Regions from separate parts of the Zea mays genome. Here region 2 is linked to region 1. A link is a contact called in public HiChIP or PLAC-seq data. All regions are on one chromosome and are shown on one strand. Each heading gives the region's core, a stretch centred on a gene start, on an enhancer-like site or on the middle of the called end of the contact. The rest is flanking DNA. Distances are from core to core; before and after follow the strand shown.

Region 1 (2,695 bases), core at 63-2,562:
ACCCTCTTACCAGTCAACAACACTGTTAGCGGTCAAAAATGCCAGTATATAGCAAATTCTCGAGACAACATGATCAGAGCAAACCTGGGAACAATACATCTTCGTCCTTTCTCCAGAGGAACGAACACACAAGCCAACATGATCTCACCACCACCAGAGCTAGAAACAACAGTCAATCAGTTTCTACAGCCCTTATGCGTGAGAGCTTCTGAAAAAAACCAACTGTACGACCAACCACTATCAGCCAACAACCAAATCAGTGCTTGGTCGCTGTCAGATAACTACTCGTTCACATTTTTTTCTCAAGGAGTACTCATCAACTATCGATGATAAAGTCAGGTATTAGTCTTATGGTGGTAGCTACAGATGGAAGCAAAGCACGTGCATTGCACCGGTTCGGATCTGCAGGCGTTCCGATTTGAACGGTCTCGGTCTCGCTCTCGCCCACATATGGGGGCTACGGCATATGCTAACCGGATTGTCATGTCCGGTCCCAGTAAGACAGACAGGCACGGAGGTGGTCGCCCGCCCCTGCCTTCCATTGATTTCGACGCGAGGACGCCAACCGCCCCAGGTGGAAAGTCGCAGAGAAGAAGGCACAAAGTCAAAGGAGACTGCACGAGAATTCAACGCGGTGGCGCGCGCACCAACGACCAACCGAACCAAGCAATGGGGGGGACGGGAACGGGACGACAGGCGGGCGGACGGGCAAGCAAGCTAGTATGGAGGGAGGGAGGAAGGAAGGAAGAAGACAAGGAGTGGTATGGCGTCAGGGTTCTCACCTTGGCGAGGAGCTGCTGCGGCTGGAGCTCGGGGTCAGCGAGCGACCTGGGGCGCGTGCTGCAGCTGCGGGGCAGCGGCGGGCCCTGGCCGTGCCGCTTGGCCGCGTACCGCACCGACGCGGACCGCTCGAACGCGCCACCGCCCCGCTGCCCCAGCACGAGCGCCGCCGCCGCGGCCAGCGCCTCCTCGTCTATGGTCACGGACGCCTTGGCGGAGTCCCTCCCGCCGCCGCCGCCGCCACGGCCGCGGGAGGAGGTGGAGGAGCGCCGCCTCGCCTGCGGCGGCGGGGACCCGTTCCCCGACTGGCAGGGGTCGGAGAGGCAGGACACCAGCGAACCCATCGGGGCCGAGCCGGGTAGGTTCGGGCGGGCCTTCGGAGCAGGCAGCCAGGAAATCCTTGCCTTGACTGCTGCTGCCGCGATTCAGGAGGGGAGCAGGGAGGGAGCTCGACGAGGAGGGGGCGGCGGCAGAAATGGCAGGCAGGCAGGCAGGGCACGGGCGGAGTGCGGGCGCGGCAGTAATGCAATGCAAGGCAAGAGGATACGGAAATTTATACTTCTTCTGGTACCGCCTATTTTGCACATAGGGGCTCCTTGTTCAAGGAATTTCGCACATAGTAGCTTGACACCTTTTTCCAGTTTCAGATATGCTTGTGTGGAGTTCAAACTACGACGGCATGGCTGTGTAGCGGTTTCCTGTCATCGTCGCCGGGTTCTCCTTCACCCGGCCTGCTTTTTTTTTTCCTGCGCTGAACTCTGTGGCCAAGCTTTTCAAGAGAGACGAAAAGCATTAACAACCTTGCTATGTGTGTTTTCACGGTTTTACACTTTTACCCCTTTCTGATGAACAACAGTAGGCCCAGAACAAAAAGGTTAGGTAAAGGCACCCGATCGAATCGCCATCCTTTAATTGGTTTCTCACTCTCCAACTAAAGATAAGACACTGTTGGGCTGCTAGCTACAAGTGCTCAGCATGATTAGTTCGCACGCAGTAGATGGATCGATGCCACAAATGGGCAGTTCTTGTAGCAAGATTTCGAGTTTTTTTTATTTGTTTGCCCCCAGATGCAGACGTTGTGGTAAAGGATGCACGCTTGTCACTCGTCAGTCATGGGCTTGTTGTGCTTTTTCTAAGCTGCATGCTAGCGTTAATGCGAACTTAAATCAGGTGGTCCATTTGTCCAGGCGCGCGGCCCTAAGCAAAGCAACCATGATGGTCTGTACATGTGATTGGCACCTATCAGGCTGGGGATTAGAGGGCGTGTTCGGCAGGCTGCAAGCCGACACTGTTGCAGCTGTTTGGACTGCTGCAGCTGCAATCCATAGAGAGAAAAATACTGTAGAAGCCGCAGCCGCAGCCGGATTGCAGCCGCAGCAAGCCGCAGCGAACAGCCCAAGAGATGGCGATGGGTACCCGAAACCCGATGGGTTTTTACTCTATTAGGGTACGGGTATGGGTCAGTTTTCATACCCATGAGTTTGTTAATGGGCATAAATTTATACCCAACGGGTTTATGGGTACGGGTTTATTCCTATAGTACCCAAACCCGTGAACCCGTGGGTTTTTTAAACCCGACCAAACCTAGTGCATATTGTCATTTTATTTTATAAACGAACAACAAACTTATTATTCCTTATTTACTTCATAATTTTTATCAATTGGTGAATGTATCAGTAGTCGGTGAGAGTGTTGCTTGCTTGCTATTATAGTTTTTACTAGCGTTATATATGTAGTGGATGGATAACTTAGTGCAAGATCACTTAATTATACAACTTATTATTTGTATTTCGTTCTCTCTACTAATAATTTTTATACCAAATCATAAACTCGTTGTTCATTACATAGATTTTGGATCATGATATCATTAATCATTATGATACTTATCGATTATGAGAAGAACAAGTATATTGGA
Region 2 (2,695 bases), core at 136-2,635, 130 kb before region 1:
TCTCCGCGGGGAAGTCCCAGACGGCACCGTCGGCGAACAGCAGCGACAGCTCCGGCACCTCGGGTCGCTCCACGCCGGACACGTTGTAGCACGGGCTGAGCACCGGGAAGTCCGGGACCGGAGGGTACGAGCCGCTCATCCGGTCGATGAACGCGCGGCGGATCACCTGGTACGCCGGCTCCACGAAGTAGCTCAGCGTGGTGCCGGAGTCGATGATTGTGCCGCCGGAGCCGCCCTCGCTCGCGTCCCACGTGTCCGAGCTGATGTTCAGCAGCTCGCCGCCCACCAGCACGCCCGTGAGCCTGACGTAGTAGAACGTGTCCGCCGGCGACGACGCGGGCGCGAACGCCGTGTACTTGAGCCGCGGGTGCGCCGCCAGCGCCAGGGCGTCGTCCTCCCCGAACACCACCTTGCTGGCGACGTCGCTGCCGTGGTCCACCAGGCAGTAGGAGAAGGTGTGGCCGCCGTAGACGGCGCGGAGCTGGGACGCGAACGACAGCGGGCCGCGGCCGAGGCCCAGCAGGCCCGCCGCGCCGTGGAAGAGGCCGCGGTTCCGGTGGCCGCACCCGAACACCACGCCGTCCACGCGGCTGGACGCGCCCGGGGCCGTGAGGTTGACCGTGAAGGACTCGAGGGCCAGGTCGCCGGTGCTGTTGGACTGGTCCCCGTACCAGTAGTAGTACGGGCAGGGGTCCTCCCCGGGGCGGCGGCACGCCCTCGGCGCCGGCGCCTCGGGCGGCGCCACGTGGCCGCAGCGGGGGTCGCCGCAGGTGAGGTTGCGGTAGGAGGAGGACGCGGCGGGGTCGAACACCGGGCCGCGCTGCTCGAAGCAGTCCAGGCACGGCGCGCACTGCAGCCAGTTGAGGTCGCTGCCGGTGTCCATGATCATCTGGAAGCGCCGCGGCGGCGTGCCGACGTAGACGTCCATGAGGTACTCGGCGGACCCGACCGCCACGCCGGACTCCACCGTCGCCACCACGCGCTCCGACTCCGACAGCGCCCGCCCACGCCGCGGAGACGAGGACGAGGACGCCACTCTCCGGTGCATCGCCTCGACGCGGACCGCATCCTTCTCGGCCAAATCTAAGAACGAACCTTTCCGCGTCCTGCCCCCCTCGGCGCCGCGGCGGTGGGTCATGTGCAGCTTCAGCGACGAGGACGGGCTCGCCGGCTTCTGCTCATCCGCCGCGTCCTCGGCTGCACCCAACTTGCTGTCGCAGCCGGTGTCGGCGACGGCGGTGTTGAACGGCGGGAACTCGATGCCAAAGAGGGGCGACGAGGAGTTGAGCTTCGCGATGCCAGCTGAAGCCACAGCTGGCGAGACCAGGAGCAAGAACAGCAGCAGCGACCGCGCCGCGAGCTGCAACATAGCTGAGGCAGTGGACCGATGGATTACTAGTCCTTCACGGAACAGCAGGCGACGGCGGGGGAGCAGGGGTTGATGAGGACGAAGAGGAGGTTGGTGGTGGTGGAATTGGGGGGAAATATATATAAAGGAACGCGGGTCAGGGAGGAAAAGACGACTGCGTGCGGGGGAGGTGTGTGGGTTTTGACCATTGAACAAGGAAGGGGGAGAGGAGGCGGGGCTGGAATCCGCGAATGTTGGGGACGGTGGCCGTGGGAAAACGCGGGTTTGTTGTCCACCGGGAAGACGACCAGAGCTGCCCAACGAACCCCTTTCCAAGTACTAGTAGTACTGTACTAGGAGTAGGCTACTAGCGTGTGTGACGGACGCACCCGCACCGAGACGCCCAGCTCACCGAATCCAGAGGTGAGCCGTGAGCGACAGGGAGGGACCTCGTCTCCCCGAGGAGCGAGGAGGGAAGGAAGGATCCAGAGGTGACGGATGGGACGGAAGCCCGTGAGCAGGAGCTGTAGCATGACGCTGTGGCTGCCGAAGTATTCCGCCGCAAGCGTGCGGCTTGCCGGCTTCCTTCGAGGCGATGGAGAAAAAAATAGGAAGACGGACGGCCTCGGCAGGCTGGACGTGTTCAGTCCACTGCTCCCGTAGAGCCTGCCTGCACCTTCAACTGCGAGACATAATGGAAGAATGGCGGATGTAGCTGGGTGCCCCAACTACTGATCCAATACTGTCCGCGACATGATATGGTTCAAAGAAACTTCTGACTGGAACGGTGGCTCAGGGATGATTGAGTACACGGCTGGAGCTTGAGATATACTCAGGGCCCGTTCGTTTGTCCAGTATTAGACCAGAATTCATTCCAACTTGTCAAAACTTACATAAATTAGAGAAACAATCCGGTCAAGAACCGTTCCAGGTATTCAATCCGTGAAAAACGAACAGACCTTCCACGAAGAACTTGTTCGTTTGAGACAGGGCCGTGCCTGAGGTAGGGCGGGAGGGGCGGCCGACCTAGGCCCCCATCTCCCAGGGGCCCCACCGCACACAAAGTCCAATAAGAATATATGATAGAAACGGATATTATTTACTATACCAATATATTTTTGAGTTTGTTAGGAGAATGGATTGCTATCACAATATATTTGTTGCTTATCGAATATTATTTACTATACCAATAACTGTGGCATCAGCTGAAAGGAGCTTCTCAAAGCTTACGTTATTGAAGAATTATTTAAGGTTTGCAATGTCTCAAGAAAGGTTAGACGGGCTAGCAACTTTATGTATTGAGAAGAAATTATTAGATGATGTAAATATTGAAGCCATCATTGATGA

The links. HiChIP or PLAC-seq counts read pairs in DNA pulled down with a chosen protein or histone mark.
Region 2: a contact with region 1 is called in an H3K4me3 HiChIP or PLAC-seq map of leaf, with 3 times the contacts expected there. The contact joins the promoter of LOC100272542 here to the promoter of LOC103633404 in region 1. A contact is called at or near these places in 1 of 25 Hi-C or Micro-C datasets (tassel) and 1 of 3 datasets of contacts at active chromatin or transcription factors (leaf).

Annotation. Positions count from the first base shown.
Region 1 is chr7:173,059,017-173,061,711 of Zm-B73-REFERENCE-NAM-5.0, reverse strand. LOC103633404 (putative methylesterase 11, chloroplastic) reads right to left here and starts at 1,312. Exons shown (of 5, transcript XM_008655108.3): 1 at 783-1,312. The coding sequence starts at 1,124.
Region 2 is chr7:173,184,782-173,187,476 of Zm-B73-REFERENCE-NAM-5.0, reverse strand. LOC100272542 (Eukaryotic aspartyl protease family protein) reads right to left here and starts at 1,385. Exons shown (of 1, transcript NM_001147010.1): 1 at 1-1,385. The coding sequence starts at 1,369.